Linked DNA regions of Mus musculus: region 2 is linked to region 1. The links are chromatin contacts, called in public promoter capture Hi-C maps. All regions are on one chromosome and are shown on one strand. Each heading gives the region's core, a stretch centred on a gene start, on an enhancer-like site or on the middle of the called end of the contact. The rest is flanking DNA. Distances are from core to core; before and after follow the strand shown. Region 1 overlaps Fam168a (family with sequence similarity 168, member A). Region 2 overlaps Folr1 (folate receptor 1 (adult)).

What was found. Capture Hi-C pulls out chosen DNA fragments and counts their contacts.
Region 2: a promoter capture Hi-C map of adipose tissue shows a contact between it and region 1. The contact joins two enhancer-like sites. A contact is called at or near these places in 1 of 39 promoter capture datasets (liver) and 1 of 9 other capture datasets (adipose tissue).

The regions. Positions count from the first base shown.
Region 1 is chr7:100,731,239-100,736,182 of GRCm38.p6, forward strand. All of the region lies in intron 1 of Fam168a (family with sequence similarity 168, member A), which reads left to right. Among named protein-coding and RNA genes, the nearest start is that of Fam168a, 27 kb to the left of the region's middle. Within about 2 kb of position 2,048, at least 94 of the 459 cell types and tissues checked have an H3K27ac peak or open chromatin away from gene starts, as enhancers often do. A contact at or near this core is called in adipose tissue, where this site is marked.
Region 2 is chr7:101,859,151-101,864,094 of GRCm38.p6, forward strand. It overlaps Folr1 (folate receptor 1 (adult)), which reads right to left. Exons shown (of 7, transcript NM_001252554.1): 4 at 4,775-4,944; 5 at 216-404; 6 at 1-82. The coding sequence starts at 4,936. Among named protein-coding and RNA genes, the nearest start is that of Gm35597, 9.1 kb to the right of the region's middle. Within about 2 kb of position 1,966, at least 9 of the 459 cell types and tissues checked have an H3K27ac peak or open chromatin away from gene starts, as enhancers often do. A contact at or near this core is called in adipose tissue, where this site is marked.

The DNA of each region.
Region 1 (4,944 bases), core at 798-3,297:
GTAGTTCAAAATATTTGAACATTTCTAAGCTCCTAGGTTGATGTGTTTGTTATGTTCAGGGAAGTGATTACTCACCTAAGACTATCAGCAGTTTTTGTTGTTCCTCTTTGCAGATTTGTTTGTCATTAAGTAAACTGTTTATCACAAGATATTGTAAATGTTAGTTTTTTGTTTATTCTTCTTTGTTTTATTTTTGAGTTAGGGCCTCACTCTGTAGAACTGGCTGGCTTGGGAGTTTCTGTGTAGATCAGACTGGCTTATAATTTATAAAGGTCTGCTTTCCAAGTGCTTGAGTTAAAGGCATGCATTACCATGTTCAGCTCAGAGCTTTGAATCTTTTTTTTTTTTTTCTCTCTCTCAAGACAGGGTTTCTCTGTGTAGCTCTGGCTGTCCTGGAACTCACTCTGTAGACCAGGCTGGCCTTGAACTCAGAAATCTGCCTGCCTCTGCCTCCCAAGTGCTGGGATTAAAGGCGTTCGCCACCACCACCTGGCCAGAGCTTTGAATCTTTAAAAAAAAAAAAAAAAAAAAAAAAAAAAAAAGTATGCAGGGTGCCTTTGGAAGCCAGAAGAGAGTGTCTTGTGATCCCCTGGAGCTGTAGTTGTAGCCATCTGGAGTGGGTGCTGGGAACCAACAGGCACAGTTAACTGCTGAGCTATCTCTCCAGCCCCATATTTCTGAATCGTGAATACTTGGCTACAGTTCTGGGCCTGCTCTATGGCTTAGCATGTATTAATTCCGCTCATTTTATTGTGTGTGGGTGTGTGCGTGCATGCATGTGTGTATCTGTGTGTGTGCTTGCGTACTCATGAATGCACCTCCTTAATTTTTATGATACTATGAATTAGTGGATTTTTAGGGTTCTGAAATATGTTTTGGTTATTTTTCTTACAGATTTAAATTGTCTCTTTCTCTCTCTGTAAGTATGTATGTGTGTATATATGTATGTCTGTGCACAATGTGTCTGTGTGTTGGTATGCCATGGTATGCTTTGGAGGGCAGAGGACAACTTTACAGAGTTAGTTCTTCATTCCCACCTTTACCTGGGTTCTGAAAACTCTAATTCAGTTCACCAGGCTTGGTCAGTAAGCACTTTTACCCCCTGAGCCATCTTACTAGCCCTCTTTGCAGATTCTTATAAGCATTGATGTTATATAGTTAAGAGTTCAGATTAACTGCTGAAACAGAGACCCACACAGTTAGTGGCTAAGAAAGTGTAGAAATTTATCTTTCATGTAACATCAGGAGTAAGGCGATTATTACCAAAGCAGTCAGAGGCTCTGCTCCTTGAACTCATCGGGGGAACCCCCATCTCTCTTTCCCATTGCTTTATTTGCATCTTCACAGGCAGCAGCTTATCAACACATTCACCGTCTAGTCTCTGGGAAGGGACAAGAAAGAGGGGTTTATAGTTCTCTAAGAAAGGGCGTGGGCAGCTGATAGTGTAGCTCATTGGTAGAATATGTGGTTAACATCCAGAAGCCAGAAGGTATATTCAGTTTTTCTGGCATTTCATTCATTATATGTAGAACTGTGACATACCTAGTTGTAAATACTACTGGGGAACGTAGTTTCTGGCAAAGTTGTTTGTGCCCAGTTAAATCTTGGCAGAGTGGGGTGGGGGAGGAAAAATGAATACAGTTAGCAGTCTTCCTGAGTCATTGCTAGCAGGCAATGATTTTTATAACCCTCTTCCTTCCATTATTTTAATTAATTCTCACCAGAATCTTTGACGTAGATGTAATAACCATTTTGTCAACTAAGAAACTGGATTTGAAGTATGAAATGACTGGTTCAAAGTCACAAGGATATCTTAAAACTAAACTTGGTATCTTATTCTCCAAACCTTCTCTTCCTGTTCCTTACCTCAGTGAGACACAGCTTTCTCACCCAGGCCAAGAATTTTGTTATCTTCCTGTCCTCCATAACTAAGCTGGGCAGTTATCATCACCTCAGCACTTTTTAGATTGGTGCCTTTCTCCATCCCCACAGCTGTTGCTTTAGCTCAGTCTTTAGCATCTCTGCCTGGACAGCAGCTTTCATTTCCCCCAGTGCTGCCAAGATCACTCCTCAGCCCAAGCCTGCCAAGTCATCTGTCTTCCTGCTACTCACTGTTTACCTTTCTGTTGCTACGTTTTTACTCCTGTCTGTGTTTCGGTTCAAATGGCTCCGGTTGTCTCTCAACTTGGCTTTGCTTCCTCGGTAAAGCTGTTGCTGTTTTTTCCTTCTCTTCACGCTTCTGTGTTGATGCTTGCCATTGGTAATGCTTGAAGAGCTGTGTTGTTATCATGTCTCCCTTTAATCATCAGCACTAGGTCCTCTGGTAGAGTGGCTACTCAATAACTGCTTAAATGGAATGTGACAGACTGGTACTTGAAACCCAATCCCGAGTTTTTCTTATCGTAATGACTCATTCTGTGTTAACTATGTACATATTTCTCAAGAGTTTTCCCAAAACCAAATTTGGGCATCTGATCTTTCAGGAGCTTTTCCCCTTTGGCAGCCAAGAAGATGCTTGAAGATGGCTTTTTGAACCAATGGGCATTTTTGTGGCATCACTCTCTTCTTGTTGTGTATTTAGATTTAAAATGCATAGTTTTATCAATACCTGTAAAAGTCAGATTTTGAACTTAGGGTAATCAAATTGTGGGGAAATTATTTTTCTGATTTCTATTTGAAGAATATATTTTACTTGGCTCTTTACTCAAATGCTATTATAATTTGCAATAGGTGTTTGGTTTATTTCCACAATTACTTTAAGAAACCAAAATTTTGTTTAAACTTTTGGGGAAAAGTAGGCAAATTAGGAAAAAAAAAAGGAACCTCTTAAAGATGGTTTTATTTTTAAGGCCATTTACAAAGTATATGAAAATGAAGAGTGGGATAATTTCTGTTTACCATGGCCACTATCTAGGGAAAGATGGTGCACATCTCAGTAATGAGTATAAAGGTAGTCTGGATATTATAATTTCTGATCACTGAAGCTCACTTACAGTGGGGCTGAAACCATCTGTTTTGGTGTTAATCCTTTAAAACCCAGTTGGTGGAAGTTAACGTGATAAAGGTGCTAAAGCTTGAAATACAGCAGTCGTTTGGTCTGCTTTACATTTCAACTAATTACATGCAGAGTGAAGTGTCTGGGAAAGGAAAGGGGGAATTAATGCTGCAGTCAACGGTTCAGGTCGCAGCGTGAGCCCTGCACACCTGTCACTGGCTGGTGGAAGTTTTCCTCCATAATTAACGCTCCTCTCTCATGTTATTACTTAATTGGATGCCACAGGAGCATGGTGAAACAGTGGAATCCTCTTAATTGCATACCAGCTTTTAAAACAAATCACCAATGTTTAATGTGGTATTGTTTTTATAAGCCTTCTCAGGGAACTGTTTTGAGTGTTTCAGGTCCAAAAGAAAATGTAGTCTCTGCTTTGGAGCATTGAGAATACTGCTGTTTATAAAGTAGACAAATAAATTTCTGAAACATCTCTCCTGAAAGAGTAAGGAGGAGGAGTAACTAACATTGGCACAGTGCTTCACAGTTTGGCCAGCTGTTTCCTTTGTTTTAATTCTTACTGTAGTTCTAAGGAGAGTTATAACCATGTTTTACAGGTGAGGAAACCTCAGATTAGAAAAGTGATGTTCTGGCCGGGCAGTGGTGGTGTACGCCTTTAATCCCAGCACTTGGGAGGCAGAGGCAGGCAGATTTCTGAGTTCGAGGCCAACCTGGTCTATAGAGTGAGTTCCAGGACAGCCAGGGCTACACAGAGAAACCCTGTCTCGAAAAAAAAAAAAAAAAGAAAAAAAAAAGTGATGTTCTGGTTAGTATTTTTGTCAGCTTGACAGTCATCTGGGAAGAGGAACCTGGGCTGAGAAGACACCTCCATCAGAGTGGCCTGTAGGTCTGTAGGCAAGCTTATGGGGCTTTTTTTTTTTTAATTTTTATTTTTTATTCATGATTCATGTGGGAGGGCCCAGCCATGGGGACAGTACCCACTTAGTCCTGGTCCTATAAGAAAGAATTCCTATATTTCTGGAAAGCAAGCCAGGAAGCAGTAGCACTCCTCTGATGTTCATGCTTTGAATTCCTGCCCTGACTTCTCTCAGCGATAGGCTGTAAACTGAAAGCCAAATAAACCCTTTCCTCCCCGAGTTGTTTTTGGTCATGCTATTTATCACAGCAGTAGCAAGCGACCTGAACAAAGCTGACAGAAACAGAGCCTTTATACTGTACCTCCTTTTGGTGTATAATTAGATGTACATGTATTTAATTATGTTAGTAATAAATTTAGTTAATTATAATTGTCATGTTAGAGAAAATAGTTAACAGACTAGCTTTAGCAAAAAGTATCTTAATTTTTTAAAGTAACTAGGTTAGGGATATTTAAAATTAAAGAGTTTCAGGGATTTTATCTATAGCTCGTTGTGTATGTATGTTCAATGAATACCATTTAATTGTTGAATGTGCAACTCTTGCACAGTGTTCTGTCATACTGTTGATACTCAGATGTTGGTGAATTGTATGACTTTTTAAAGAAAATCTGTTTATTTTTAAACCATTATAAATTGAAAAGAAGGTGCATTAAATAGTAAATAGAAAGGCTTGGGCATAGGTTAGTAGTGAAGTTTCTGCCAATCCTATACAAGGGCCTGGGTTCAATCCCCAGCACTTGAAGAACAGTGCACAGGGTCCTTTCTGTTTTCCCAGCCTTTTCCATTGTGACATCATAAACAAAATAAATACTAAAGCTAGATATATGACACTAGTGAAATACTATTAGATGGACTACAGACTTTACCATTTTCTATGTAATCGTATGTATGTGTGTAGTTCTGTGTAGTTTTATTCCTTGTAGAGATTGGTGTAATCACTACCACAATTAAAGATACTGACATGTTCTATTACCAAAAAGAAACTCTTGTACTACATCATTATATTTATGTCCATAC
Region 2 (4,944 bases), core at 716-3,215, 1.1 Mb after region 1:
GGCAGTCCTCCCACCACTGCTGACAGTCCTCTTTGCACAGGGGAACATCAAGGATCCGCTCTTTGCGCCAGCTCTGGTCCACCTGAGAGAGGGTGTAAAAGGTTTTGAACTCAGGAACCTCAGAAATGCAGCCTGAGTAGAATCGGAGCTGCAGACATAGCCTGTAGAGATTTGGAGAGCACAGCTACTCCGCTGGCACTGGGGGACACTCGTACCTGCTGGATCCAGGGTCCCAAGTTCGGGGAACACTCATAGAGGCAGGTGTCTTGGATAAAGTGCCGTTTGCATTCCGATGTCATAGTTCCGCAGTGGTTCCAGTTGAACCGGTACAGGTAGGAAATGTCCTTATGTGCTTCCTGGCTTGTGTTCGTGGAACAGCAGGAATTCGTCTTCCAGGGGCTGCACTGTGAGATGGAAATCACAGGACCGTGGCCAAGCACAGACAGAATATTCCACATGCAGCCTTGCACTTTGAAGAGTCCTTGATTGCCTAGCCATTTCGATACTTGCTGTTAAGCTGGCTGTAGAAGCCCAGAAGAGACATCTGGCTCAGTGGGTAAGAGCACACTGGTTGCTCTTGCAGAAGACCAGGGTTTGGTTTCAAGCACCCACAATGGAGGCTCACAACTGTCTGTAATTCACTATGTAAACCAGACTTGAATTAAACTCCAAGCTATCTGACTGCCTCTGCCTTCTAAGTGCTAGAATTAAAGGCATGGGCCACTCACTATGCCTTGGTATTTTTTTCTTTGCACATGTGCTTTGTGTGTGTGTGTGCCTATTTGTGTATCTATGAGTGTTCACACACACATTTGTTTGCAAGTGTAGAGGTCAGAAGACAACCTCAGGCAGTCTGCCCACTTTGAGGCAGGGTCTCTCACTGGCCTGGGGACCACAAATGAAGCTATTCTAACCTTTGATAAACATTCGGACTCACTGATCTTATCTCCTCGGTGCTGAGGTCATAAACCCACATTACCCTAGGCATTTGTACATGAGTCCTAAGGATTAAACTCGGGTCCTTATGGTTCTGAGGCAAGTGTTGTCTTCCCGGTCCCTTTTTTCTGAGCAGCCTCATAGAGTCTAAGTGGCTTCAGACTCTATATGTAACCAAGGATAGCCTTGGACTCCTGAATCTCTTCTGCTTCTCAAGTGGTGAGATGCGTGCTACCACATCCAGGTTTAACTTTCCTTAGTTAATTAAAATTTTAAAAAGCCAGGTTTTCACTAGGTAACCCTGGCTGGCCTGTAACTCACTATATAGATCAGGTTAACCTAGCATCCCCAGAGGTAGGCTTACCACCACCACAGCTGATCATACATCTAGTTCTTTAATTCTAGTTTTGTTTTGTTTTTTTTTTAAGATTTATTTATTTATTATATGTAAGTACACAGTAGCTGTCTTCAGACACCCTAGAAGAGGGCATCAGATCTCATTACGGATGGTTGTAAGCCATCATGTGGTTGCTAGGATTTGAACTCATGACCTTCAGAAGAGCAGTAGGTGCTCTTAACTGCTGAGCCATCTCTCCAGCCCCTTGATTCTAGTCTTTATGAGACCCCGACCCACCCCAAGCCACTTTCCTAGGAAATAAGGGATAAAATGATAAACCCAACATGCCAATCGCTTTGGGGAAATAAATAAATAAATAAATAAATAAATAAAAGCAAGAGAAAGGCATGTGGACTTGCAGTGCCACCAGATGGTCGCATTAAATGTCACCGAGAAAAAGAACACTCGCAATACGCTAACTTACTCCTGAAAATCGACTCTTGGCCTGGAACTTAGCACATAACAAAGTTTCAAAACACACCTTCAAAACAAGTTTTTTGTTGTTGTTTTATTCTGTTTGTTTGTTTGTTTGTTTGTTTGTTTGTTTGTTTTTGAGACTGGGATAACCCTGAAATTTGCTATGTGGATCATACTGGCCTCTAACTCACAGAGATCTGTTTTCCTCTGCTTCTCAGAGTGCTAGGATAAAGGGCATGTGGCACCATGCCCAGTTTAAAAAACAAAAACAAAAACACCCTAAGAATCTAGAGAGATGACTCAGCATTTAATAGTCTACTGCCCAGCACCTATGTCCTGGCTCAAATATGGCTGCAGCTCCAGCTCCAAAGGATCTGATGCTTTCCTTTAGTTCCACCAGAACTCATACATACATGTGTGGTATTCATTCACACAGACACACACACCTACACTAAACAAAAGCATATATATAATTTTTCTTTCTTTCCTTTTTTTTTTTTTTTTTGTTTGGTTTGGTTTTTCGAGACAGGGTTTCTCTGTATAGTCCTGGCTGTCCTGGAACTCATTCTGTAGACTAGGCTGGTCTCGAACTCAGAAATTCGCCTGCCTCTGCCTCCCAAGTGCTTGGATTAAAGGCGTGCATCACCATTGCCCGGCTATTTATTTTTGATACAGGGTCTCACTATATAGCTCTGGCTTACTTGGAACTTGCTATGTAGACCAGGCTAGCTCTGTGGCTCAGTGGATTCTCCTGCCTCTGACTCCCAAGTGACAAAAATAAATTTTAAAAAAAGAGAGAAAAGAAGGAAGGAAGGAAGGAAGGAAGGAAGGAAGGAAGGAAGGAAGGAAGGAAGGTTTGAATAAGTTTGTAAATTAAGGATGCTCAAGGTAGCCACTGCTCAATCTAAAACTAGCAACCTTGTGCTCAGTGTTTCAAAACAGCAGCACAGGTATGGAGGCACACACCTTTAATCCTTTATCCCGGGAGGCCAGCCTGTTTGAGTTCCAGGCCAGACAGGCTACAAGAGAGACCCTGTCTCCCAGACACAAACAAACGAACAAATTAGCAGCAGCAGTGGGTTAGAGAAGGACACAGGAACCTCATCCCTAGCTGAGGATCTATTGATAGTTTGTGATTCCCAGGGAAGAGTCAAATGTGGTTCAAATAGGCTGACCATGCTCCTGTGGGAGGAAAAGACAAAGTAGAACCCAAAGGGTGGGTGTGCCTGAGCTACACATGATGGAAATACATTGTATGTACATATGGAATTCTCAAGGTACAAATCTTAAATATTTTTAAATTTTATTTAGGCTTATTTATTTATTTATTTATTTAGAACATGGTTTCTCTGTGTAGATCTGACTATCCTGGACCTCACTATGTAGACCAGGCTGATCTCAAACTCAGAAATCCGTCTGCCTCTGCCTCCAAGTGCTAGGATTAAACACATGCATCACCACTGCTTAGCTTAAGTATTACAAAAAGTAAATAGAGCCTGGAGTGATGGCTCAGGGGTTGAGAGCACTTGTCATTCTTACAGAGGACTTGGATTCAGCTCCCAGCATGCACGTGGAGGCTCACAACCACCTATAACTCTGGTCGTGGAGACTCCAACACCCTCTTCTGGCCTTTGCATGCACTGCACTTCTTTGATTGACAAATATGCATGCAAAATACCATAAAAATAAATACATAAAAACAAATAAACAAAAAACCAGCAGCAAATAGAACCTGACAGCTCTCAGCTAATAGAGTCAACATGCTCATTTATCCATTGATGCACATGATACAGATTGCTTTTCTTTTGCTTTTTTAAATTTTTTTGTGGTGTGGTATGTCCACCTTTAATCCTAGCACTCAGGAGATTGAGGCAGACAGATCTCTGTGAGAGTCAGGCTAGCCAGAATTACATAGTAGAACCCTGTCTCAAAAAATAAATAATAAAAATAGCCTCCTCCCTCTCTCCTCCCTCTCTCTATCCCTTTCTTGACAGGGTTTCATATATTCCAGACTGGCACTGAACTCACTATGTAGCTGAAGGTAACCTTGAACTTCTGACCCTGACTACCTCTACCTCCCCTGGGCTGAGGTTACATTTATGTGTCAACACATCCAGTTCCATATGGTGCTAGAGATTTGTGACTGCCATGCAGGTACTCTATCAGCTGAGCTACATCCCCAGGCCTATTTGCTTATTTACTTATTAGCTTTATTTATTTTATATGTATCACATGCACACCTGGTGCCTGCAGAGGTCAGAAGAGGGCATTGCATCCCCTGAAAGGGGATGGATCCACCACCTTGGATGTTGTGGATCAGACCTTGGTATTCTGCAAGCTCAACAAGTGCTTTTAACCACTGAGCCAACTCTCCAGCCCTCATCTTGGCTTTTTTTGAGACCCCCCTCCCACTTTGTTGTCTGCACTGATTGTACCTCCCCAATAGCAGACCTGCTGCTGGTTGACTTCATAGTTGTTGCATCACACTGATTTTATTAAATGTTTAGTGAGCTTTGGGATACTAAAAGCACTATGGCAAACAACTGTTATAACACAGAGCCCTCAAGCCCTCCAGCCCTCAAGCTGAGGACCACAGTCCAAGTGTTCGCTAGATGCCTGCCTCCAAAGGCTTCTCAGATATGAGAGTCTCCTTCTCAAGTCTTCAAAGGCTGGCAGAAAAGTGACTGGGCAGCATACAGTCCCTCCCCTGAGACTCCCAGAGGCGTCCTCCCCAATCAGTTTAAATCTAAAACCATCACAATGGTTTGCCTGTTCCATTCCCAAGTTCCTCCTTGAATCTACTTCCTTACTTATGCAACGTCAAAACTCAGCTACCAGGAAGATGAGCTGATAATATCACACTGGCAGTTGGCAGCCAATATGTACTGTCAAAGTCACCCACACTAGAGAGAACCGAAGGTCTCCTCAGGTAGGTCTGACCACCTCCACCATAAACTGGGACTAGATACTTCTTTCTCCTGACCCACGAGCCCTTAGTCAGCCACACATCACCCTTCGTCCTACCTGGTCGTGTAAATTGTCCTCAGGGCCCGGTTTTTCTTTGTGGTGTTTGGCATCCATGCAGACATTGAGAAGTTCAGTCCTGGCCCGAGTAGCTCTGGACTGAGCACATTCGGCCATCCACATCACCAGGAGCAACAACTGCACAGTCATCAGGTGAGCCATGTCAGACC